Regions from separate parts of the Mus musculus genome. Here region 2 is linked to region 1. A link is a contact called in public HiChIP or PLAC-seq data. All regions are on one chromosome and are shown on one strand. Each heading gives the region's core, a stretch centred on a gene start, on an enhancer-like site or on the middle of the called end of the contact. The rest is flanking DNA. Distances are from core to core; before and after follow the strand shown.

What was found. HiChIP or PLAC-seq counts read pairs in DNA pulled down with a chosen protein or histone mark.
Region 2: an H3K27ac HiChIP or PLAC-seq map of embryonic stem cells shows a contact between it and region 1, with 3 times the contacts expected there. The contact joins the promoter of Dusp14 here to the enhancer-like site in region 1. A contact is called at or near these places in 11 of 39 promoter capture datasets (cranial neural crest, embryonic stem cells, hippocampal neurons and 5 more), 4 of 15 datasets of contacts at CTCF or cohesin (the NIH/3T3 cell line, embryonic stem cells and pro-B cells), 5 of 484 Hi-C or Micro-C datasets (the N1E-115 cell line, embryonic stem cells and palatal mesenchyme), 11 of 115 datasets of contacts at active chromatin or transcription factors (cardiomyocytes, effector CD8 T cells, embryonic stem cells and 3 more) and 2 of 9 other capture datasets (liver and pancreatic islet).

Annotation. Positions count from the first base shown.
Region 1 is chr11:83,784,271-83,789,524 of GRCm38.p6, forward strand. No RefSeq gene overlaps it. Among named protein-coding and RNA genes, the nearest start is that of Gm38934, 24 kb to the right of the region's middle. Within about 2 kb of position 3,046, at least 29 of the 459 cell types and tissues checked have an H3K27ac peak or open chromatin away from gene starts, as enhancers often do. A contact at or near this core is called in the N1E-115 cell line, embryonic stem cells and kidney, where this site is marked.
Region 2 is chr11:84,065,650-84,070,903 of GRCm38.p6, forward strand. Dusp14 (dual specificity phosphatase 14) reads right to left here and starts at 2,708. Exons shown (of 3, transcript NM_019819.3): 1 at 2,621-2,708.

The sequences.
Region 1 (5,254 bases), core at 1,796-4,295:
GTGTGTGCCTGCAGAGTTCGTTCAGAGAAGGGCATCCACTGTTCTTCTCTCACTTGCTGCATTATTCCTTTGAGACTGAGTCAGTTGCTGAACCTGGAGCTTGGCTGGCTGCCAGCAAGCCCCAGTGAACTATCCTTTCTCCACTCCGAGTAGTACTGGGGTTACATGCCCGTGATCATACCCAGCTGTTTTGGTTTGGTTTGGTTTTTCGAGTCAGGGTTTCTCTGTGTAGCCCTGGCTGTCCTGGAACTCACTTTGTAGACCAGGCTGGCCTCGAACTCAGAAATCCGCCTGCCTCTGCCTCCCAAGTGCCGGGATTAAAGGCGTGTGCCACCACCGCCGGGCGTACCCAGCTGTTTTATGTGGGTGCTGGGGAGCTGAACTCAGGTCCTCAAGATCCCATAGGAAGTGTTCTTATTCACTGAGCTATCTCTCCACCACCAAATTAGATTTTTTTTTTCCATTTTACTTTTTATGTGTGTGGGTGTTCGGCCTATCTATGCCTGTGACCAGTTTTGCCGTACCTGTAGAGGCCAGAAGAGGGCATCAGATTTCTTCCCCCTGGAGCAGAAGTTACAAGGGGTTGCAAGCTGCTTTGTATGGACTAAACTTGGGTCCTCTGTAAGAGCAACAAGTGCTTTTAACCACTAAGCTATCTCTTCCTGCCTAAAGGCCTGTATTTCCCACTAACCCTCACCACTAAGTACCCATAGTCAACATCAGGAAAATAGGACTAAATATACTTTGACTTGACTAAGTTAAAACAATTCCTTGACAATGAATCACTGGTACAAAACAGGGGTTATAACTTATGCTTAGTTAACAGCAGTAGGTAATACTGGCTGTGTTTTACTTTGCAAATACTCCCCAGGCTCTCACACGCTTTATCCTAATGTATGTAAGACTCTTAGACAACCTCGTCATAGGAAAGGATATGATTTTTAAAAAAAAAAAAAAAAAAGATTTGCTTATTGCTATATGTACGTACACTGTAGCTGTCCTCGGACACACCAGAAGAGGGTGTCAGATCTCATATGGATGGTTGTGAGCCACCATGTGGTTGCTTGGATTTGAACTTGGGACCTTTGAAAGAGCAGTCAGTGCTTTTACCCACTGAGCCATCTCTCCAGCAAAATATTATTTTTACATGCTCTAACTACTTAATATTTTCATCTCATTGATTCTTTTTTTTATCCATTTAGCAAACTTTTTTAAAAAGTTGCAAGGTCTTGGATCTACAGATAGCACAGTTGAACTCCTGCAGTTTGGTATAATGGCCAGCAGGTGGAGACAGAGATCACAAAGTCATTTAGACTGGACATGAGTAGGGTGGAGTGGAGTCGGGTGGGGGTGGGTATCCAGTTCTCATTAGAAACAAGGGTGAGGAGCAGGCTTAACGTTGAAGTCACCTGGGACAACTTCAATGACTTATGGCAGTTCACAGATTCTGAGTTGAGTGGTCTGAGGTGTGTTGCCTTTGGGAGTTTTATAATAGTTGTATTACTGTTTCTACTTACAGCGACGTCTCAGACTTCAGAACACGCCACAAGGGTTGGTTAGTGTGTTGCAGAACCTTCTGGAGAATTTATGAACCCCTGATGTAGTCTTTGTCCTGGAAAATCAGTATATATCTGCCTGCTTGTGTGTGCACATGTGTGCAGATACCCGAGGCCAGAAGAGGGTCTTGGATCCCCTGAAACTGGGGAGAGCATTGGGACCTATCTGATGTGGGTGCTGGAAACCAAGCCCAGGTTCTCTGTAAGAACAGCAAATGCTCTTAACTGCTGAGCCTCCTCTCTAGCTCCATTATTTGTGTCTCTTGTTTTTTGTTTGTTTTTAGGGGGTAGGTTTTGTTTTGAGATGAGCTGTCACCAAATGCACGGGCTGGAGTTCCGTTCTCAACCGTCCTGCCTTAGCCTCCACAGTATTGGGATCACAGGTCCACACCCAGCACGTAACTCTTCAGTAGGCATTTGGATCTCTCAGCACATGAACTGAGGTTGACATGGAAGGGAAGCCCTAAGAGCTTCAGCGATTGTCCGTGGTATTCACACCATCCTTCCGTCTCCGGGATGTCCCTTGTTCCTAGGTTGCAGGCTTTTCTTCCTGGACCCTTTTCTGCTTGGCCCCATTTGCTGGGGTAGTTACCACTGGATGCTCAGTACTGGCTTGAAAACTCCCGATGGAGGGAAAACGTACTCTCCTTGCTAGCCCCATCTTTCAGAACACGCTTTACCACTCTTTTATGGTCACCTGCCTGCTTATCTGTGGCCCTCCCTGCTGGATATAAGTCACTTCCTGTCTTGTTGGCCTTTCCTCGCCTGAACAGGTCCTGGCAAGAGTCTGTTGAGTGAATTGGAAAGGAATACAACACCCCCTCGTATCGACGAGCACCGAGGCCTCGGAGGGGAGATGGTAGCCCTCATGACCAAGCTCACCAAGGGGACAGCGGGAATGGAATTCAGGTCTTGGAGGCTTCTCTATCTTATACTGTCTCCTACATGGCTTTGCTACTGTACATATGTGAAACCCAGATGTGGGGGAAATTAACATATAAAGAACGCTCTTTCCAAGCTTGGGACTTTATTTTTGCTTTTACCACATTTGAAATTCCACACATGGCTATCACTCAGATTCAAAGGTGAACGCTAAGCCAGTTCAAGCCAAGAGGCACTCCCAGATGAGGGTGGTGAGGGCTGGACCCAGGCCAGCACAAGAGGAAAGCCAGTCAGGCTGTTCTTCCTGACTAGGAAAGGGAGGAAATCACATTTGAGGAGGGAGTGGCCTAACCCAAGGCAGGGAGGTTTAGCCAAGCGGATGGCCTCTGGTGGGTTAGCTTGTGACGCTCAGCATGGTGAGCCCATAGAGAGGTCATGGGCAGTGTCGGTAGGCTTACTAGACTTGTAGGTATCCCTAAAGCAAAATAGATTTGCTTTAGGGAGCACTCAGGTAGCAGATGGAGCACGAACAGAAGGGAGGAGCTGAGGGTTCTCACTCGAGGCTTCATTGTAGTTGCTGCCCGTGTAACCTGAGCCCTGGGATATTGAAACTCCCTTCCTTGTGACTGAGGTGTTGGCCATAGAGGGTGCCCCTCAGGAGGCACAGGAGCCTCCCAGGTATGCCATGCAGAGGAGGTCAGGTAGCATGGACCGAAGAAGCTCGGCATAACTCGAGGAAAGACAATGCTGGGTGTGAATCCACAAAGCCAGGAAGAAAGCGCAGCAGGCAGTCCCTCCAAAATTTCCACACAGTCACCACATGACTCAGCAACTCCAGGTGACACCCCAAACAAATGATGTGACCAAGTACAGCAGTGCCCACAGCTGCAGCATTCGGGATAGCCCCTAACTAGCAACGGCGGCTCTGCTGGCGACCAGAGAACGGCATGATGTGTGTCTACTCGGTGGAATAATATTGGGCTGTAGAAAAGGTGAAATATCAATATACTCCATATCGTGGGTGAGCCATTAAATGCTATGCTAAGTCAAAGAAGACAGCCACGTATACTGTAGGTTTTCATTTACATGAGATGCTCAGAATAACATTTAAGTGTTTGCCTGAACAGGTGTTGGGGATAATAAGGGAAAGTACCTGAGTTGGGTTCCCAGGACCCACGTCCAATGGCTCACAGCCACCTGTCACTCCAGGGGATCCAGCGCTCTCTTCTGGTCTATGAGGGCAACTGCACTCACATGACACAAGTGTCAGGTCAGCTTGACTTCATAAGAACGGAACAGCTCTGGAACAGTAGGATTTTCATTCATTTATTCATTCATCCATTCACTGGAGAAGATATCTGGAGAATTTATCAAATATATAAGATATAATATATAAAAATCAGGCAAGTGCAGGGCAGTGGTGGTGCATGCCTTTAATTCCAGCACTTAGGAGACAAAGACAGGCAGATTTCTGAGTTCAAAGCCAGCCTGGTCTACAGAGTGAGTTTCAGGACAGCCAGGGCTACACAGAGAAACCCTGTCTCAAAAATAAAAAAGAAAAAGAAAAGAAAAGAAAAAGAATCAAGCAGAAGAAAATATCAGGGAACAAGGAAAAAAAAAGTCCTGCAGATATCACACTTGATCAGGACGGTAAGCTAATACCGTCAGTGACCTGGGGTCTCGGGGGCCAGAGGCAAGGAAAAACAGATCATGGCCGGACAGAAAGCTCTGGGCAGATTATAGTTTGGCACGAGGTGTGAAGGAAGTTCTCCCTGGGAAGACAACCTTTGAGCAGAGGCAGGCGGGGGTGACCCTTGGGGTGACCACAGAGCTGTACAGCAGGTGGCACGTAGGACACACAGGCTATCTTAGAGGGGCAGGAGGTAACAGAGCAGAACAGCAGGTGGAAACAGGAGGAGGCTGAGCGTGGTAACTGGGATGTGGGGCCTTCCTGGCCTTGTCCCCCCACCATAAAGAGGAGGGGTTTAGGAACCATGGGTGGGGAGGGCTGTGAGCAGAGCTTTGCCCTGACCTTATGGAAGGGCCCCTCTAAGTCAAGGTTTTCAACCATGGCACTGTTAATTCCTCGGGCAGGCTGGTTCCTTGTAGGTGCACTGTGGGATGTTTGTCAACATCTCAAACCCCTTACTTAACCAGACGCCAGGAAGAATCCCCCTAACTATGACAACCCAACATATCTCATGCTTTGGAAAATGTGCCCTGGAGGGCTAAGAAGCCCAAAGTGGAGAAGCATCGCTCTTCTCTGAGCCTTAGCTTGTAGGGGGCATGGGTTCAGGGAGCTCTGGTCTGAAAGGCTGGATTTGGGGGTGGTCGTGACACCTGTAGGATAACATGTCTCTCGTGCAGTGAGACAACCTTCCACCCTGGAATGAATGTAAAGAAAAAAAAAAAAAAAAGCAACACCCTTGGTTACGCTTAATGCTTTGAACAAGAACGGTATGTAAGGTGCCAGAGAAGGTACCAGAAGAATCTCTTGAGCTTTTGGCCCTGCCTCACAAGCATGGCAAGGCAAGAGTATAGAAAAGGGGAGTGGTAAGGGGCTGGAGACAAGGGAACGCGAGCCCCAGTCATCTGGGAGGGGCTCATCGATTCTTGATGCATTTCCTGAGTATCTTCTATACATGAGGCAGTTTCGCTAGCATCGTGTCATCTGAGAACAATACTTAACAGTGAGGCAAATGTTATCCTTCCTGTTTTGTGACTCACAGATTACGAAACTTCTGAGTAACATGCTCAGATCACGGTCGGGACGCATGCGCCTTCCTGTCAATGCCCGATGCTGGCTCCCTGAAGCG
Region 2 (5,254 bases), core at 1,458-3,957, 280 kb after region 1:
GGATACACTAGAGACCCCATCGCAAACAAACAAGACCTAAAAAAAATGTTGCATAAAGGTGAAAGGGGCATGAACAGCTGTGCTGTTTAGGTTTATGCTTAGAGGTAAAAACCATAGGCAAAGGAGATTATTTCCATTATAGTCAGTACAGTAATCAGCTGTCCTGAAAAAGTAGTGGGGGGTTAGGGGGGAGGGGAAAATGCAGTAGGAGTCTGCTTCTTGGCTGTGGTTACCCTTACATCTTTCTCTAAAGTAACTGATCAAGTTACCCATTCAGTTTATTCCTTCATCGAGTACCAAAAAACAGGCTCCGATCCCAGGAAAAGAGCACTCCTCTCACTATTACTAGGTGTCTAAGGTCGTGTCTAAGGTCGTGTCTAAGGTCGTGACCCTCATTTGCTTTCTTACCTCAGCACCCAGCCCGGTGCCTTTAGAACAGCAAAACTCCTTAGTAAATGTTTGCTATGCAAAGTCATGCCCTGCTGACATGAACTTGTCAGATGAACCCTTTTCCTGCCATTGACTCCAGCTGAGCTGCGGCACCCTCCTCCATTAACGCTTTCCTTTCTGTTGTGTCACCCCAGGGAAGCGATCATAAATAATGAAGCTACCACCTTAAATGCGAGCCCTGTAAGTTTATACCCAGGCCATCGGTTGCTTTAGCAACTCTTCTGCCTTCCACTCCCTCTTGTGTCTTCTCTGTGCAAAGACAATCCGCTGCTGTTGGTCGTGCGTGCCTGTCGTGTTTGTGTATTAATAGGGAAGTTTCCATTCTGCACCTGGGAGTAAAACCAAGCATCACAACGACCCAGCTCCTTTCAAGTTGTTTGTGAGATCCTTCTGCCTGTTGCTCAGAGAGATAGTAAGGTGCTGGCAGAGTTAACATGATTTTACCTAAAAAGCATGCTACCTGTTCTAGACAGAAACCAAATTGCTATAAACCGGATCCACTCTAAAATGATTTTGTTAGCAAGTCACTTATGCAAATACACATCTTATTAAAACGCTGGGAAGAGTCTACAAGATACAAGCCAACAGAAAGACACACAGACAGCCATTCTTTTGAAGATTAAAGGAAGACAATGACCTGATCTATAAAGTCCTAATTTTTCAGATGGAATGAGCCAAGCCTTTTTTTGTGATGCTGGGAAAATATTTTTAATCCATCTTGTTAAAAAAAGGAAAAGAAATTCCTCATGCAAAGGTATACATCTAATTCAAAGATTTCTCTTAACCCTAATTTCAATCCCAAAGTCTTGAAGGATTTCCCCGATTTAGAAGCTCCAGCAGTAAATCTGTGTGCAGCTCTATTAAGGGATCTCACAGAATGCATACCTGCAGTCAGCCAGTATCAAAGGTTTCCTTCCGAGAGGAGGACTAAGCTCAGCGGCGCGGCGCTCTCGAAAAGGATGCTGAGAAGACTCGAATGAAGCCAACTGTCTCCCGTTTTATGGGGGAAAGCCAAAAATACCAAGCAGCTATTCTCCTCCCCCAAGCGTCAGTAGGTGAGTCAGAGCTGGAGGCAGGAGTGGGGCCCATGTGTCAAGCCGCCTGTGCAGGGCTCCTTCCTCCCTCCTCCCGGGAACTCTCGGCCCTCGTCTGACCTCATGGGAATTCTTAAGGTGTCTCCAGCAAGGAAGAAGTGGTGCCTCACTCTGGGGGTGCCTCACTCCTCTGTTTCTCAAGGAAACCGAGACTAAATGCCCTTTATGAGTCCACAAAAGACAACAGCAAATTGCAGCCCTAAACACAACTTTGCAAAGAATACATACAACACCCAAAGAGTTGCATCTTGTTGGAGGGACCCGGCTTTGTAGCTGAGGCCTGCGGCTGCAGACCACTGTCCCTTGGCCTCTCTGACCTTTCATTGTCCTCAGGGAGGATGTTCTGGTATCCCATTAAACTTCAAAGTTGGTACTTTTTGGAGCAAGAACTGCAGGAAACTGCGTTAAAACTCTTGGTCCACATTTCATTAAAGTCAGTTAAGAATCCGAATCCTTGCCTCCGTTTTTTACATCTACAAATCGGGAAAGCACAGCTCTCCACCTACCTCTTAGAAACTTCACTGAAAACTACCCAGAGAACGTAAACCAAATGCCGTGGGGCTCTCCTGAGTGGAAAGTATGAGGTATTGTTTTTAGTATTATTAGACCGGGAGACTACTGGTAAAACACCCCGCCTTCTCTTGCCTCTAAGATGCCCAGTTACCATAACATTAGCCGATGCCACTGGCAACATCCACTTCAATAGAAGGTAGTTATACAATCCTAAGGCGGCTACACCACTCGGCTCCCTTCCCTACCCCAAGCCCAGTACAATTCAACTTCGCTCCAGAGCAAGGATACTTAGGAGAAATAAGAGTCAGATGTGAGCATGGTGCACACCAATCTAACACCGAGGAGAGACGCTCAAGTTGAGTTCTTGGCATAGCAGAAAGCCAAGTGTTTCCAGGGGGTGGCGGGGCCGGTCGCGGGGTGCATGCTGACGCCTGCCGGCTTGGGTTCGGGGATCCCAGCCTCTCCCGCCCCGCGCCCCGAGGTCGCCGAGCACCCGCACAAAGTTTGCAGAGCCGAGGGTCGCATGCGCCCGGGCCCCTCTGGCTCTCCCCCGCACCCCGTACCGAGTGTGCCGGTGGCGGCAGCGGCGGCTCTCGGGTCCGTGCTGCTGCGAGGCTCGCGGCTTCTGCCCGCCGGCCTCGCGCGCCTCCCGCTCCCTGCGCGCTGCCGCCCTCTTCCGAGCGCGGGCCCGCAGCGGGGACGAGCGTGGGTTCCGGGCGCCGCGCGTGCGCGCTGCGGCGCGGGCAGGTCCTCCTGGCCCCGGTTCCTACTCACCTGGACTTACTCGCAGACCCCTGCTCCTTGAAGCCGCGTTGTCCTCCGGCCCAGCTTCTGAGCTGGCGTTCGAAGAATCTGTCCAAATGCAGAGAGGCAACTGCGGGAAGAGACAGAATAAAAGGTGTGAGCGCCGCAGCCAGTGACTAATCACCGCCTCTCAGCCACCCCCTCCTCCTCCCCCGGGCGAGACAGCCCCAGGTGCGGACCCAAGGGGGAAGGCAAAGCCACTCTTTTTTGCTTGTTTGTTGAGGCAAGGTCTCACTATGTAGACCAGGTTGGCCTGGAACTCACAGAGACTCGCCTGCCTCTGCCTTTATCTCCCTAAAGCTGGGATTAAAGGTATAAACCACCACGCCCTAATTCTTCCGTCAACTGCTGGGTGGATTTTGATTGACAGGTGAGGGAAGTAACTGGGGAAACTCCAAAGGAGTTAAAGACCCCTAAACCTCTGATGCATTGACAGTACCCACACTCCTAGGTACAACGAGGCTGACTTGTGGAACCCTTGAAATTTCTTTGCTCTCAACTAGCTCTCTCGCTCTCTCCCTCTCTCTTTCCTCTCTTTCTGTCCTCTTTAGGTTTTCTCACCTGAAATGAATGGATGCAAACTGACTTTAGCGCCACCCTACTCTTCTCTTCGCAAAACTGAGGGGCGATACAGGGGCGGTAGGAACGACTTCCTCCAGCCTCTGCAGTGAGTCAGACTCCAGGAGTCCTGACTTGGCGCTCGGTTGGTCCTGTGCTCACCCAAGCAATGCCCTCGCTGTAGCAAATCGCTGACATCAGAACTGCTGAAGTCAAACTAGTATTCTTGGATTTGGGGGAGGGGACAGAGGAGGAGCACGCCGCACTTAGGGCTTACTTAACAGTTTCTAGCATCTTCAAGTAAAACCTGGAGGTTTTTGTTTTACTTTCTTTCTTTTTTTAATCTCCATTGGCCAACTGGATTCAGTCTTTTTGTGGGTGCTGCAATATCTAGAAGTTTTTGTCTGTTTCCCAGACGAAAATATAACAGCAGAGGCATTTTAGTGATAATACAGGGAAAGCTAAAATGGCCTAGACTGAAGAGATTTGATGCCATTAAAAAGCATGAGAGCTTTAAAATTAGGCAAAATTAACCATTTCATGAAGAACACAAGGAGACTAAGATTAGGTTAAAGCACCGAGTTCAAACTGCATGGGAATATATCTTTCTGGTACTATTATCATTCCGGCAGTTTATTTCATGACCTGCTTTTGACATCCCTAATGTAAAAATAGCAAAATCTCTACTGGAAGTGATTGAATGCTGTTTGTATTTCTGCATGTCCCTCTACAGTGCTTCTCTCTCACACACACACACACACACACCCGTGCTGCCACCCTTTAACGCAGTGACCACCCCCAACCATATTGTTATTGTTGTTGCTACTTCCTAAGTATAATTTTGCTACTGTTTTGAACCATAACGTAAATGTCTGACATGAAGGATAGCTGATGTGGGACCCGTATGAAAGGGTCTTGGCCCACAAGCTGAGAACCTACAGTCCTGTACTCACTTCATGACTTGGTGGCAGTCACACTCCTCCTTAAATTCCATCCAGTTTTGTTTTTTGGGATCATTTTTGCTTACATTATTACTTGCACATGAGTAAGTTCTGGGTGGGGACAAGGAGCAGGACAGCTTTTGTAGACTATGCGATATAAGCCTTCCAGGAAAAGTCACACCCTAATTTAAGAGGGAGAGGCAAGCTCATGCAAAGAGACCCTTCTCTGTGTAGTTTATGCTAATGATCTAGAGTTAAGTAGAAAGGATGGCTGAAATATCTTCTCTGTAGATCTTTGCAGGGGCCCCAAGAGCCTTTGCTGGCTTCTAAGCCCTTGATATGCAGCCTGTGTGACCAAGGAACCATTTTTTTCTTTCTTTCTTTTTTAAAAAAGATTTATTTATTTTATGTATATGAGTAGTACACTGTAGCTGTACAGATGGTTGTGAGCCATCATGTAGTTGGCTGGGAATTGAACTCAGGACCTCTGCTCACTCTGGCCCCACTTGCTCTGGCCCAAAGATTTCTTTATTATTACATGTAAGTACACTGTAGCTGTCTTCAGGCACACCAGAAGAGGGAATTAGATCTCATTACAGATGGTTGTGAGCCACCATGTGGTTTCTGGGATTTGAACTCAGGACCTTCAGAAGAGCAGTCAGTGCTCATAACCACTGAGCCATCTCTCCAGCCCGGAACTCATTTTCTAATGTTAGTCCTTTTTAGTTGATTCAAATGTATTTGTTTATAGTAGCAGTGATTGAACCTAAGGTCCTTGTGCATGGCCAGCATGCGCTGTACCAACTGAACCATATCCCCCAACTTGGTAACTCCAAATGTATTCATTTAATTTGTGTGAGTGTTTTGTCTACATGTATGTCTGTCACCATGTGG